Regions from separate parts of the Cricetulus griseus genome. Here region 1 is linked to region 2. A link is a contact called in public Hi-C data. All regions are on one chromosome and are shown on one strand. Each heading gives the region's core, a stretch centred on a gene start, on an enhancer-like site or on the middle of the called end of the contact. The rest is flanking DNA. Distances are from core to core; before and after follow the strand shown. Region 1 holds the start of Myc (myc proto-oncogene protein). Region 2 has its middle 63 kb from the start of Myc.

Evidence for each region. Hi-C and Micro-C count contacts between places; a contact is called where the count stands out from the background.
Region 1: a contact with region 2 is called in a Hi-C map of the CHO-K1 cell line, with 6 times the contacts expected there. The contact joins the promoter of Myc here to the enhancer-like site in region 2. A contact is called at or near these places in 5 of 8 Hi-C or Micro-C datasets (the CHK-Q cell line, the CHL-YN cell line, the CHO-K1 cell line and 1 more).

What each region holds. Positions count from the first base shown.
Region 1 is chr10:25,947,746-25,955,610 of CriGri-PICRH-1.0, reverse strand. Myc (myc proto-oncogene protein) reads left to right here and starts at 3,647. Exons shown (of 3, transcript XM_027431574.2): 1 at 3,647-4,177; 2 at 5,737-6,526; 3 at 7,591-7,865. The coding sequence starts at 5,749. LOC113837469 (a long non-coding RNA gene) reads right to left here and starts at 1,372. Exons shown (of 7, transcript XR_003488052.2): 1 at 1,083-1,372.
Region 2 is chr10:25,884,965-25,892,467 of CriGri-PICRH-1.0, reverse strand. No RefSeq gene overlaps it. Among named protein-coding and RNA genes, the nearest start is that of Myc, 63 kb to the left of the region's middle. Within about 2 kb of position 3,842, at least 2 of the 6 cell types and tissues checked have open chromatin away from gene starts, as enhancers often do. A contact at or near this core is called in the CHO-K1 cell line and fibroblasts, where this site is marked.

The sequences.
Region 1 (7,865 bases), core at 2,398-4,897, 63 kb before region 2:
CCTCCAAAACTAAAGAGTAACCCTGTCTCAGGGGGAAAAAAAAATTCTGGCTATTGGCCACCCACCCAAGTAATAAGCGGTGGAGCTGATGATAAGCCACAAAAAGAACAGAAAAGCAGGGCATGGAGCTCAAGAACAGCTCAGTTGGCCGGGAGTTCACCTATGGCGCCTACGCTCTGGATGCCAGCCTCCCTATCAAGGCATAAAAACCAGGTATCCTGGGATACGGAGGACTTGTGTGAAGAAGGAGGAGCAGAAGGAGAAACTCGGTGAGTTTCGGGCTAGCAACGGTAGTAAGACCCTGTCTCAAAAACAAACAAAAAATAATGATCACGAGACGCAGTGGGTCCAAGATCTGCCTCTAATGCAGACTGACTCAGTGGAGCCCGTTCCATCATATGGAGAGATGGTTGCTCAGCCTAGACACAGGCGGGTGGGGTGGGGAGGCGCCTTGGTCCTGCCTCAAGGAGATGATGGGACAGACTGAGTAGACTTCCTAGGGGAGGCCTCACCCTCTCTAAAAGGATGGGGGAAAGTGCGAGCAGGAGGAGAGGAGGGAGGTGGGACGGGATTGGAACGTGTAAAACATAAATAAAAAAATAATGATAAACAAGGAGCAGATAAACGAATACCCCCGTGCCTTCCCTTGCACAATAAAATCCAGGGTCCTGCTGTGGCACTTCCAGGTCAGAAAGTGTCAAAGGTGTGGCTTGCTCTGGGGCTTTTCAGATTTGTTCGGATTTTTTTAATATTTTATTTTTTTCATATGTATACCTGTGAATTATGTCCCATCCGCAGCTAGGGCTCTCCCTTGGGTGACTGTCAGAAAGTGATGAGTTAATTTCCGACACCTCGGTATGCAACTGAATAGCTACCTCTGAACCACTTTTTCCTTAGTAATTTCTCTTCCTCTGGCTCCTTTGCAGCCTGAAAGAGTCATTAAAAGGTGGCTGGAAACTTATCTTAGGCAGCTGAGCCGCTGGCCTGGAAACCCTGCGGGCAGAAGCCCTGCCCCCACCCGACCTCCGCCCTCGTTGGCTCCGGACGTTGGGATCTCTGCGGCCAGTAGAGGGCACACTTACTTTACTTTCGCGAAGCAGAAGGACCGTGCAGCCCGGGGAGGGGGCGGGGAAAGAGTCCTTGCAGCAAAACGCAGCCTAGGGATTGGCGACTCTCTCTCGGCGTTTCAGGCAAAAATCCTAGAGGCTGTAGTCATTTTGCAATCCTTAAAGCTGAATTGTGCAATGAGCTGGCTCTGGAGGAAGATACTATCATTTAACAGCTGAACCCTGAGTTGCAAACTCCATGGATAATAACTACCTTGAACAATGTGCGCGCCTTACACTCTATACACTACTTTTTCCCCCTTTTTTTAAAAGGGGAAGTTTCTTTTCTTTTTTTTCTTTTTTTTTTCTTTTTTTTTTTTTTCTTTTTTAGAGACAGGGTTTCTCTGTAGTTTTGAAGCCTGTCCTGGAGTCTGTTTGGAACTCGCTTTGTACACCAGGCTGGCCTCGATCTCACAGAGATTTGCCTGCCTCTGCCACCCAAATGCTGGAATTAGGGCAGGAGGTATCTTAAAGTGCCTTGGGTATCATGAACGAGATATCTTTGGGTTTTGATGCCAAGGGATAAGCAAATCCCGAGGGAATATGCTTATATAATTACCCTAGAGCAGAGCAAAAGACTCCTGTTTCAAATTGGTTCATAAACTAGATTATCATATATGTGTATATGTATACATATGAAGTTGTGTATGTATTTGAGGATTGTACATAATTCACAGCAACTAATCCAGGGGAAAAAAAGTAAACTGAAAAATTAATGCATAAATTAAGTCAGCTTTAATTAGCTGAAGCCACACACAGACGCAAGTATAAAATAGGCAAAAATGCAACATTTCTTTGATCGGATCGGCGCCGGCTTTTCTTTTTTTTTTAATGCATAATTGCAGTTCCAGTAATAAGGAGGAAAGAAGACCTGGGTTTGTCCGGGGAGGAAGGGGTTAACGGTTTTCTTTACCCTAGGGTCTTCGCAGGCTCCCCAGATCCGAGTTGGCAAGTTCCACTCCTCCCCCTTTCTGGGAAGTCCGGGTGCCGTCCCCCCCACTCCCCACCCCACCCCCTCAGCCACCCACACTGCGTATTCTCTCGTCTAGCGCCTTGATTTTCCCCCAGCCCCTAAGCCGGAGTCTGGTGCAAACCGGCTCCACAGGGGCAAAGAGGATTTGCTGCCTCTTGTGAAAACGGGGTGCTGAGTAGGAAGGAACTCTTGAGTGAGCCGGGGTGGGACGGGGTGCAGACTGCAGAGACGGTGGAACCCACCCACCACTGCTGCTCCAGCTCTGGAACCCGCAGGGAGACCTACGGGGTTAGGTTGTCACTCACCACCCCCTGCCTGGTGGAAGTCTGAGCCAGCCGGAGGTGCTGGAGTGTGTGTGTGCGTGTGCCTGTGTGTGTGTGTGTGTGTGTGTGTGTGTGCGTGTGTGTGCCTGTGTGTGTGTGCGTGTGTGTGTGTGCGTGCGTGCGCGCGCGCGTGCCTCTGTGCGTGTGTCCCTGTGTGTGTGTGTGCAGGCGCGCTCCCCTGTGTGTGTGTGCGCGCGCGCGCCTCTGTGCGTGTGTGCCTGTGTGTTGTGGTGTGTGTGTGTGCCGTTGTGGGGTGTGTGTGTCTGTGCTTGTGTGTGTATGTGTGTCTCTGTGTGTGTGCGCGCTCGCCTGTGTGTGTGTGTGTGTGCGCGCGCGCGCACCCATGTGTGTGCGTGTGTGTGTGTGTGTGTGCCTGTGTGTGTTGTGTGTGTGTGTATGCTTGTGCTTTGTAACAGCAAATTGGGAGATCCATTCTGAAAAGAATGTACCCAGTCGACATAGCTGTCCATCCAAAATGCGTATAATGCCCTCCGCAGGGGATGCAATGGGTGTTCATTCCTAAGTGGCTCTCCAAGTATACGTGGCAGTGCGTTGCTGAGCAGTTTTAATAATTCCAGGCACCGTTTTCGTCTGCAGCCCCCGTCTGTCACTGACACCCCGCACACTGCACGCGGGCTCACAGACGGGCCCATTCTTTCGCCCTCACCTTTCTAAAATCTGCTTCCCCCAGCCTTAGAGAGACGCCTGGCCGCCCGGGGACGTGCGTGACGCGGCCCAGGGTACATGGCGGATTGTGCGGAGCTAGGCAGCTGTTCCACCTGCGCTGCCTGAGACACGCACGACAGGAACACAGTTCACCCAAGCGCTGCGCCCAAAGAACAGCATGGGAAGGGAAAGGACGTGAGCGCGGGCGAGCGGGCGAGCGAGAGAAAATGGTCGGGCGCGCAGTTAATTCATGCTGCGCTCGCACTGTTTACACCCCAGGAACTGGAGTACAGGGCTGCCGGGCAGAGGCTCCTCCTCTTTCCCTGGCTCCCCACGAGCGCCCCTCCCGGGTTCCCAAAGCAGGGGGGAGGGGACGAGGGAGGGGAGGGGAGGAGAGAGAGGGAGGGAGGAGAGAGAGAGAGAAGAGACGAGAGAGAGGAGAGAGAGAGGAGAGAGAGAGAGGAGAGAGAGAGAGAGAGAGAGAGAGAGAGAGAGAGAGAGAATCCCCGCCCACCAGCCCTTTATAACCCCAGGGTCTACGCGGCCGGCCGAGGACCCCCGGGCTGCTCCGCTCGCTGCCGCCGCCACCGCGCCCCGCTCGACTCCCCTCCTGCCTCTAGAAGGGCAGGGCTTAGCCAAGCCTTGGCGGGAAAAAGAAGCGAGGGGCGGATCCTGCCGGAGTCGCAGTATAAAAGGAGCTTTTCGGGGCGTTTTTTCTGACTCGCTGTAGTAATTCCAGCGAGAGACAGAGGGAGCGAGCGGGCGGGCTGGGCGAGCTCTGTGCAGAGCCGCTCTCCGGGCGTCCTGGGAAGGCAGCTTGGGAGCGAGAGGGGCTTCGCTCGCCTCCGGGCCTGCCGCTCCCCCTGCCCCAGCCCTCCCGCGGTCGCAACCCTCGCCCCCTCTGGGAAACTTTGCCCATTGCAGCGGGCGGACACTTTTGCACTGGGACTTACAGTCTGCGAGTGAGGACAGGACTCCCCAGGCGCCGGGGAGGAAATTTTTGTCTATTTGGGGACAGTGTTCTCTGCCTCTGCCCGCGATCGGCTCCCCTGAAAGGAGCTCCTCGCGCTCTCTGAAGGCTGGATATCCTTGGGGCGGTGGAAAACCCGGTAAGCACAGATCTGTTGGTCTTCTAATGGATTTTTCTCGGCGCCTTCCATGCAGCGGCGGTCAGGGTAGCCTTTCTTCCAATCCTGTGCTTTTGACACTTTGAGCAGAGTCGTTGGGGAGGCCGGGGTGGAGCTGGGGTGAATCGGAGTCGGGGTAGACAGACTTGTCAAGATGACAGACTAAAGAGGGAAGGAAAAATCGGGGTGCATTTTGAAATCGGGTTCCAGAGGTTACTCTGGGTTGACGCTGACCCTGGCCTGTTGGACATTGTTGCTTTACTACATTCATCGCTATTTGTGTCCTTTGGGGGCTTGGACCCGGAGGTCGAGAAAGTCCTTGGTACCCCGAGGTCTTTGGAGAAGGGATCATTACCTTTTGCGTGTGGGATCGAGAAGGCTCTGCAGCCTCTGACTTTTCCCAGTCTCCGGGAGGGCATTTAAATTTCGGGTTAGTGCATTTCTGACAGCCGGAGACCGACTCAGAGGTGCGTCCCGCCCGCCAATCCCCGGCGGCGGCGACTCCGAGTTGCCCCTGGCCCTTTTAAGAAGTTGCCCTTTGGCTTTAAAAATAGGAATAATAATTTTTTAAAAAATAGTAATAATAGTAAAATTTTAAACCTGACCTCCACGGCATTGGGACTGGGTGCCGCGGCTAGCGCAGTGACGGGAAACAAAACTGGGGCAGGGATGTGACCGATTCGTTGGGGGGAACCAGGGGGAATCCTCACATCCCGGGTTGGGATCCGCGGGTGTCCCCGCGCCCCTGAATTGCTGGGAAGACTGCGGCGAATCGTGATCTGGGCTGTTCCGTAACAGCTGCTACCCTCTGCGGGAGAGGGAAGACGCCCGGCTCGGGGTGCCGGATCGCTGCGGGGTCTCCGGCTGGCGCAGTGGCGGCGCGGTACCGAGTGGAGAAGGGAGGTGTCCCTGCTATGACTTGACACCCCCCCCTTTTATTTGGCGAGCCTTGTTAAAGCCGGAGGCTGAGCTCGCCCCTCCAAGCCAGCAGTCGGAAAGAAAAGCCGGCAGAGGAAGGAAGGGGGCGCGCTGGGGGTGGAGAGAGAGGAGGGCGGAGAGGGGCGGCGGCATCGGCGTCGCTAGTGGGGACCCGGGCCGGGGTGGCGGCGCAGAGAGCCGGTGCGGGAGGGGGGCCAGCACCGCGGCGCCTCTCGCCTTTCTCCTTCAGGTGGCGCAAAACTTTGCGCCTTGGCTTTTGGCAGCCTGCGTTCCCTACAGTCGCCTGGCTCAGCCTCTGGAGGAGGCCAAGGCCGATGGCGATTCCTGGGCGTCTGCAGGGCTGAGTCCCTGCTCCAAGGAGGCGGGGACTCCGAGCAGCTGCTAGTCCGATGTGCGTCGCGCTAGTAGGGAGTGAAAGAGCGCATCCCCCCCAACACACACACACACACACACACACACACACACACACACACTTGGAAGGACAGCAAGCACACTGGAAGGGGAGTGGTTCAGAATTGGGGTGCGCGCTGCGCCAGGTTTCCGCGTCCACCAGAACCGGCTAACTCTAGCGTTGCTTCCCTCCCTGTGCCCCCCGCTAGCAGACAGCCGCGACGATGCCCCTCAACGTGAGCTTCTCCAACAGGAACTATGACCTCGACTACGACTCGGTGCAGCCCTATTTCATCTGCGACGAGGAGGAGAATTTCTATCACCACCAGCAGCAGAGCGAGCTGCAGCCGCCCGCGCCCAGTGAGGATATCTGGAAGAAATTTGAGCTGCTGCCCACCCCGCCCCTGTCCCCCAGCCGCCGCTCGGGGCTCTGCTCTCCATCCTATGTGACGGTCGCTGCGTCCTTCTCCCCGAGGGAGGACGACGACGGCGGCGGCGGCGGCGGCGGCGGCGGTGGCAACTTCTCCACCGCGGATCAGCTGGAGATGGTGACCGAGCTGCTGGGAGGAGACATGGTGAGTCAGAGCTTCATCTGCGACCCTGACGACGAGACCTTCATCAAGAACATCATCATCCAGGATTGTATGTGGAGCGGCTTCTCGGCCGCCGCCAAGCTGGTCTCCGAGAAGCTGGCTTCCTACCAGGCTGCGCGCAAAGACAGCGCCAGCCCGAGCCCCGCCCGCGGGCACGGAGGCTGCTCCTCCACCTCCAGCCTGTACCTGCAGGATCTCACCGCCGCCGCGTCCGAGTGCATCGACCCCTCTGTGGTCTTTCCCTACCCGCTCAGCGACAGCAGCTCGCCCAAGTCCTGTACCTCGTCCGACTCCACAGCCTTCTCTCCTTCCTCGGACTCGCTGCTGTCCTCGGAGTCCTCCCCTCGGGCCAGCCCGGAGCCCCTGGTGCTGCACGAGGAGACACCTCCCACTACCAGCAGCGACTCTGGTAAGCCGGGGCATTCCCCAGCAGGACAGGATGGAGAGGTTGTTGGATGGACCTCTCATTGGCTTTAATTCAATTGACCCCCGGGCTCACCCCTCTTTCCCTCTCTGTCAAGGGCTCTTCATCCCTGGATTCCTGTGCTTCAGCGAGCCCCCCTCCCTCCACTTCTCCCAGACCGCCCTGGTTGTCAGCGGCTACCCCTCCCCAACCTTCACCCCCCCCCCCCCCCCGAGCGCGCGCGCCCTTCCCACCCCTCAGGAATTTCATTTGGGTTTTTAAACCTTCTGGCTTATCTTTCAACTCAACCCACTCCCTTTTACCTCTCCTAAGCATTTTAATTACCCTGGGAAGGGTGTGAATGAGGCTAAGAGCTGATCCCATGGAGGGTGAATGAATTACCTGCTTCTCTTGACTTCCGGAAAAATATTTGAATTCTAATGGATAAGTTTGCACAAGACCCAAGAGAAGCAATGACAGAGGCAGGACACACTTTAGCCTCAGTGCCTGGCACTAGTGAAAGTTCCTAAAGACTTGAGGAACTGGTCTTTTTTTTTTTTTTTTTCCCATCCTGTTTTGAACACTTCAAAGCCAATCCTGTCCAATTTGGATTCCCCCCACCCTCACCCCTACCAGGACGTTTGGCAAAGCAGCAAGCCTATTTTTAATTATTGCACTTCCAGTAAAAAAAGGGAGTTGCTAAAGTCATACCCAGAGATCTGCAGCTATCACTCACAGCACCTGAAGGGTTCTTAGTAAAGTCCTTTAAAAACAGGAGGTGCTTGGGAATATGCCTTGCTTTGGGTGTGTCTGCAGCCTCATTAAGTCTTAGGTAAGAATTGGCATGGATGCCACATCCTGGTACATGGTAATTTTCTCACCTGTGCCCTAACTCTGCTCAGCCTTTCTGGGGAGAAAGGAAGATGGTGTCTAGATCTGGTTCCAAGTTTTCTTCAGAGCCCCTCATGACGTGGCAATACTTGGTATTTGCATAGCATTGGTCCAATGCTATATAGTGCCTAGGTTTAAGCAGGCATTACTAACGGTGATCTCCCTCTCCTTTCCTGCAGAGGAAGAACAAGAAGATGAGGAAGAAATTGATGTCGTGTCTGTGGAAAAGAGGCAGCCCTCTGCTAGGAGGTCCGAATCAGGGTCATCCCCATCCGGAGGCCACAGCAAACCCCCACACAGCCCGCTGGTTCTCAAAAGATGCCACGTCTCCACTCATCAGCACAATTACGCAGCGCCCCCCTCCACGAGGAAGGACTATCCTCCAGCTGCCAAGAGGGCCAAGTTGGACAGTGGCAGGGTCCTGAAACAGATCAGCAACAACCGCAAATGTGCC
Region 2 (7,503 bases), core at 2,593-5,092:
CCTTTTAAATTACGTGTGTGTGTGTGTGTGTGTGTGTGCGCGCGCGCGCACACACACACACACACACACACAACACACACACATATATATATATATATATATATATATTATATATATAGTCTGAGGAGTCCCCATTTACTGTTGCTTATGGGTACACGTGTTTAGAGCTGACTTCCGGGGATTGGATGACCTAATAGGGATAGGGACTCGTCCAGGGAGAGAACTGATTCTTCCTCCCTTAGTAGCCATGAGCTCTCCATCTAGGGGTGAGGCTTTGTGAAGTCTGCCCCATTCGAACGGGCAAGTGAACTGGCGGCGTGGCGCACTGAAAGCCAGCTATGGCTACACTTCCATATGTTGTAGATATCACGTGCCCTTTCCAGGCACTGGGTTGTTGCTGTGTCCTTCCTTCTCTAGTTGGGTGCTGATAGAACACTGTCCACCCTGCTGAGACCCCCACCCCATTTGCCTTTGTAATGTTAGTGATGACACTGGGACTTTATCTCCCCTGTGTTCTCATGTCCATGTTGGCATATTTACTCAAAGGGGGAAGAGACCGCCCCGTGAGTGCAAGTGTTTTCCTGGCAAGTCAGATGACCTACTGAAACCCACGGTGGAAGAGGACAACCGACTCCCCAGTGTTGTCTTCTGTGGCACATTCTCTCCACACACAAATAAATTAAAAAAAAAAAAAAAAAAGACTGCCCTTGGAAGCCAGGTGTGGTGGCTCATGCTTATAATCCCAGCATAGGAGAAGCTGAAGCAGGAGGATTACCATGAGTTCAAAACCGTTTTGGCTGGAGGCCTGCTTGAACTCCAGTGTGAGGCTTGCCTGGAAAACTAAACATCTGAAAGTCACAACAAAACAGAAGCAGAGCAGTGTCAGTAAAGCCCTGCTGACAGTCAGTCACCTCTATAACGGTCTAGAAACTGTCAGAAGTTCTACCTCGTAGAAGGCTGCATGGAGAATCCTTTGTTCTGCCATCAGAGTAGAAGCCGGGTGTGACTTTGGCGATCAGGTCAGATGTGGGATTTGGGGCCATGTGGCTGTAGATCATGTGAGGTCCGGTAGGGGCGTGGATGGTTGGATTTTACTTTTCTGGCACCGGTCCTGTAAGGAACAATGCGTAGTCATAGTAACTAATAGTAACAAGGACTGTAATGTGGCAGTGACTTTCAGTTTCTTTAGTGTGCTAGGCTCATCATCCTTTTTATTTGTGTCATCCACAACTTTGCAGAGTACTTAAGAGAGAGTGTCCAGCCATCATCGAGCTCTTTTTATCTTATTTCATCTTACATACTAACTCCAGCTCTCCTCCGCTAACCACTCCCACCCCTCACCTGTATCCATTCATGGAGTTCTTTTTAAGGTTGTGTATGGTTTTGCCTAGGCTGGCCTTGAACTAGCATTCTAATGGTCCCAACCTCCTATATATTGGAATCATATGTGTATCTCACCACATTCAGGCTGGCTTTAAATGCTTTTAGGTATATTACTGCATTTTAACTTCCAAGCAATCCCGAAAGATAGGGTTATTACTATCACCAGGTTTTAGAATAGGAGCCCAGCTGGGGGCTAAAGGCATCACCCCAGGTAGCTGGGCAGCAGCAAAGCTGATGGAATTTAGGTCAGGGCGGTTTGGCCACTTCCAGAAGTCAGAAGATGGTGAAGAACAAACTAAAAGACTGACTGCCCTTGGCCTTGAGCAGGAGGCTGCCTTGCCTGCACACTCAACTCCGGTCTGAGGAGAAGCAGTAGCTTTGGAGGCGATACCTTTGTTCAGCTGCCTGTCTTTGCTGCCACACACAGCAGGCCGAGATAAGACAAAGGTTCGGTGCGGCAAGAGTTCTGGGCTGTGGACTTGGAGGGGGTCCACTGGGTCTCCGCTAGGTGGGGAGAGATGGGAAGAGATGGTTAGCAAATAGCTCTCTCCAGGTACCCTGCCTGGCTTTGCAACCAAAAGCCGTTCAGCACTGTGTCCCATGGAATCGCTGTTGACTTCACAGCAGACGGAAGCTGGAGCTCCCTTGAAATCGCTAATGCTTCCTCCTCATCCTTGGTGCCCTGTGAGCACCAGCCTGTCTATCTGCTAGGGGGACTCAGGGCGGGACCTGCATCAGTACCAAGATGGCTATGGCCTTCCCTGCACCCTGTCATTAAGAGAAACAACACTGGCTTGTTGATGTGGTCTTGGAGCCCAGGAGTCCCTTTCTTGTAGCCTGCTCTCCCTCTCCTTTTCCCTCTCCCTCCCTTTCTCTCTTGTTTCTTTCCTTCCCCCGCTGTTCTGGGGATCCAGCCTACGGAATAATCAGGCATGCTAGCCAAATGTCTGGGTTACACTCTTAGCCCACGGCCATATTAAATCTTTTCCTTTTCTGTTTGTTTTGCTTTGTTTTGTTAGACAGTGTCTCTATGTAGCCTTGGCTGTCCTCGGTCTCTATGTAGACAGACCCATCTGGCGTCAAACTAACAAAAATCTACTTAGCTCTTCCTCCCAAGTGCTCTATTAAATGCATGGGCCACCGTCCCCAGCTACTGTTTTGCTTTGAGACAGGTTCTCCTGTTGGTTTTTAAATTCCCAGTCTTCTTTCCTCTTTCTCCAGAGTGCTGGGATAAAGTGTTTGTCACCATGCTCAACTCATTCTCTTTTCATCTTAGAATTCTATTACTTTGGTGCGCTGTTTATAGGTTGTTCTTGTTCTTTTTTGTCTTATTTTTATGTGTATGAGTGTTTTGCCCTCATGTATGTATGTATGTATGTATGTATGTATGTATGTGCAACACTTGTACCCGGTGCCTGCAGAGTTACAGACAGTTGTCATTTGCCATGTGGTTTCCGGGAATCGAACCCAGGCCCTCTGGAAGAGCAGACAATGCTCTTAACCGAGTTGTCTCTCTGCTGTCAGTTTATTTGAAGCCAGAGCTCCGAGCATGCCAGGCAAGTGAGCTGAATCAATGGATCGCCTCCTGTTTTGATTGGTGGGGAAGCTGTTTCATTGACCTGCCTCTCTTCTGTCATTGACCTTAAACTTCTTGTGAGCAGGCTCTCTGGTGTCTACACAGCCCTAGGCCTTTTGGAAATCAGGTTGAGCCTAACTGGTTTGCCTTCCAGGAGAAGGCTGCTGATACTGCCTTTTAGTTGTGAAACGATTTGGCAAGGTAGGAAGTGAGGCCTTGCCGATTGAAAAGGACCTTCCAAAAAGGCGGAAGCCAGGCAACTGCAAGAGGGAGGCAGCCTGGGTCATGTAAAGGAGTATAGGCCCCCGGTACCTTTCAGCAAGTGTGTCCTCAGTTTCCCTGTTTGTAAATTAGGGGAGATGAAGCACTGAGCAGCTATGAAGAGGACATGATAATCAGAGAGAGGCCTTAAAGGGCAGAGGACCTGGGGTCAGCAACCCCCCTTACCCTCAGCCTCCCAGTCAAAGCTAGCAAATGACATTCCTGTCACCAGGATGGAACTGGGTGACTTCCTGGGTCTCTGGGTGCATTTGAACGTGCAATCGGCCCATTCCGGGTCTGAATACAGATGGGGAGAGGCCAGTGACTTCACCAGTCCGCATCGGCTTTCCAGTTTCTGGCGGACATAAGATATGAGAGCCAGCCAGCTGCCCGGGTACTGGTGTGGAGATTGGAGGATGCAATCAGAGAGGCCTGACGACTGCCTTGCATACAGCCAAGGGAAGCTCTGCCACCATTCACTCAGCTACAAGACAGGGTGGTTATGCCCACGGAGGGATGGTGCCCGGTGCTCAGGGCAGAAATAAGCCCGTGAGTAGAAGCCATTGTGGTTGTTTATTATTCTTCAGGGCTGTTTGCCTGGTGATTCAGCCCTGCTGTTTGGTGCTCTTTCGAGCATGGATTGAGTGACTCATTCATTTACCGAGCACTTGCTGGGCGCCAGGCACTGGTCTAGAGGCTGGAGAACTAACAAGAGCAAACAGACAAAGGTGTCTACTACCATGCTGTGGCTTCCATTTTCATAAAAGCCACACAAGAGAACAGGGTAGAGGGAGAGAGGTAAGGGAGACATGATGCCAGTGTCACGTGGGCCTAGTACCTCTACTTACAGCTGCTGGGTGCTCGGCCTGTGTCCTGTCAGGCCTGGCACACAGTGGGTAGCATGTAAGTATGACTTGCTGTGTTTATCACTACTAACCGGCTTCTTTGGTGGCTGCCTCGTAAAATGTCCGTCTTCCTTTCTCCCAGTTCCTATGAGTTTCACTTTCCTTCCTAGTACTTGCCTGTTTGTCGGGCGGACAGCGTGCGTGTGTCCGTCTTTTCTACAGTAAACGGTTAAACCCTTAGAGGCTGAAGACTCACACTTACTCTTGGGTCCTTCATTCTCATTCTCACGGCAGGTCTGTTCCGTTCCAGCATGTTTCTGTGCTAGCCGAACTTACACTATAGCAAGAAGAGGCAGGGGAGGAATTACACGCATGATAATGACGTTTCTGGTATCTGTGAGCCTAGCCGAGGAACGTTTGCATCTGGAGGCCTAGAGTGGGCTGCAGAAGGATGCTGTCTTCAAAGAACAGTTCCTTTGAGAAGCTGATGCTGGGCTGTCATGCAGGCCGAGGAGCTTGGGTGCTGGTGTGGGGTTTGTGTTTTAGGCCTCAGGGAGGGGTCAGACAGTGGCCCAAGCCCAGGGTGGAGAGTGAGATTTGGGAGCTGCAAGAAGGGCCGGAGGAGAGCCAGGTGTCGGTAACAGAAACAGAAACCAGAGCCACGTGCTACAACGCCTTTCAGAAACTCTGCAAAACCTCTCCTTGTTTGTGTGTGTTGGGGTGGCTGAATGTAAGTGTGTTTGAGCACATATGTGTGCATGTAACGTGTGCAAGCTGGACATTGCTCATGTGCCATCACCGTTTTTGCTTGTTGGTTGCTTTTAAGGCAGGATCTCTCATTGCCTTGGAGTTCATTGAATAGGCTAGGCTGCCAACATGTCCTTTTTATATGGGTTCCTGGTTGTTATGATTGTAAGGCAAGAGCCTTATTGGCCCAACTTTCTCCCTAGTTGTCTTAGTTAGGATTTTATAGCTGTGAACAGACTCCATGATCTCCATGTATAGTTCAGGCTGTAAATCACTGTGTCACCCAGGGTGGCCTGGACCATGTAGGAACCCTCCTAACTCAACTTCCCAAGTGCTTGGGATTACACACATTGCCAGGGCTCCTAACTGAAAACTCTTGCCTTTTATCCGGTGAAAGAGGGAGCCACTGAAAGTGTTATTTTGGCAGCAGCGTGGTTCTGTCCAACTTAGCTTTTGTGATCAGCACGCTGGCTTTGGTGCTGAGAAGAAAGTGAGTGGAGGTTGGATGTGGAGCGTGAGGAGCCAGCGGGCAAGCATTGTGAGCACTTCTCTAGGCTGTGAGCCATTGATGAGGCTACAGGAATGGGCTGCTGGCTCTTCCCTGAAGATCCCAGCGAGTAAAACTCCACCATCCAGAACAGTATAACCTTTTGTGTCCAGAATATTTGAAGTGAACTCTCGGGATGCACTCTCTGTTAAATGCATAGAAAATTTTTGAAAGCGCAACCCAAAGGGCTGCAAAAATCTGAGCAATACAGTTTAAAATGTTGATTGGCTATCAAAAAGGGCAACACACCTAGATATCATGCAATATGTTATTATAGTTAATTTAATCTGTTTTTAGCTTTATTTATGGAGGCCACTGGGAAAACTAAAATTGTACTTGGTTTGGGTGATATTTCCACGAGACGGGCGTGAGGTCTAGGGGGCCTTCCATGAGCGCTATGAGTGGCATAGGATTCTGCAAAGAGAGGAAACCTTAACTTACATAAGGATGCTTCCAGGGGGCTTGATGCCGCTCAGTTATTGGTTGTTTATTGGGCATGCAGGAGGTCGTGGGCTTGACCCTTAACACTGTGTAGAGCCAAGCACAGCTGTAATTCCAGAACCCAGGAAGTGTAGGCGGGAACATCTACTCTCCAGCTCAAGTAGGTCACTGAAAAGGAAGGAGTTCATTGACTAAGCGAGGCTGCTGACACCAGGAAGTAGAAGCAGGAGGATCTACTGTCATGTCCAAGGTTCTGATCAGCGACATACTGAATTTTGGGCAGTCTCTCCAAAAATAACAAAGTCTTCCAGGGGATAGAAGGAGAGTGAAGATAATTCTTGATGTGTTTGCAGGGAGAAGGCAGGCAGGTGAGTGGGAGCACAGCCGTGGGTCTGCTGTAGCAGAGAAGCCTGGGCCCAAGCCCTGCAAGGGCAGGGGGAGATGGGATGTCTTGAGTCTCAGCTGGATCCTTTCTGGCAGGAAGTACTGGGCTGACCACTAGGCAGCCAGGCCCCTGAGCCATGGGGTACCGAATGGAAATAGGAGGTGAGATAGGGGAGGTAGGTCAGCAGTGGTCAGGCTGATTGCTGTGAGGCCATCGAAATGGCCCCTCTAAAAAGCGTCTCACAAGGACGATTTCCAAGGCTCAGATTTAGCAAGGTGCTGGGAAACACGTAGAAGAGGAGCTTCAGGAGCAAACGTGCGACTGGGGGGTTCCGGACTCTTGGTGGACACAGCTGTGATTTGGGAAATTAAAATCCTCATCATCAGAGAAGTGTGAACTTAGCTGTAAGAATCTGAAGGAGGACTGGGGACAGCTCAGTGGTGGAACTCTCTCCTGTCATTCCCAAGATGCCAAGTTCGAGCCCCAGGAAACATCCCCCACCAGGGATGGCAGGAAGGGAACGAGAAAATTATTAAAAAAAAAAGCATTTCTGCAGTTAGGGGTTTGGCGCAGCAGGAGAACATGTGTTTGTCATGGCCAAGGCTCTGTGTGGGATTTGATTACCAACACACACACACACACACACACACACACACACACACACACACACGCACACGCACACGCACACACATACACAGACACATGCACACACACAGACACACACGCACACACATGCACACACACACACAGACACACACGCACACACATGCACACACACACACATACACACACGCACACACATGCACACACACACATGCACACACAGACACACACACACACACACATACACAGACACACACATACATACACAGACACACATGCACACACACACACATGCACATACACACACATGCACAAGCACACACACACATACACACGAACAGGTACACATACGCACACTCACACATACAAACATAGACACACACAGAAGTAAAATTGGAAAATTTCTGAAATATGCCTTTTCGCTGTTGCTTTTTTCTTAGTTACCCTGTGCACGCTCAGCTTCTGGCTTCTCTTTGTTACTGCTCAGTCATACGCATCCCTGAATACTATGTATGCACTGTTCATTTGACTTTATTGGCTGAGTAATATCTCTGTTCAGTGGCTGTTTCATTGTTTAATCTTTCCTTTGGTTTGATTCCTTTCGCTTGGATGCTGAGCTTTATAAACACTGTTGCATAGATTGATTTTTTTTTCCTGTCGTCGGCCCATCACGTGACTAGGGTTTTTGTATTCTAGCACCTAAGTCGTTTTAGAG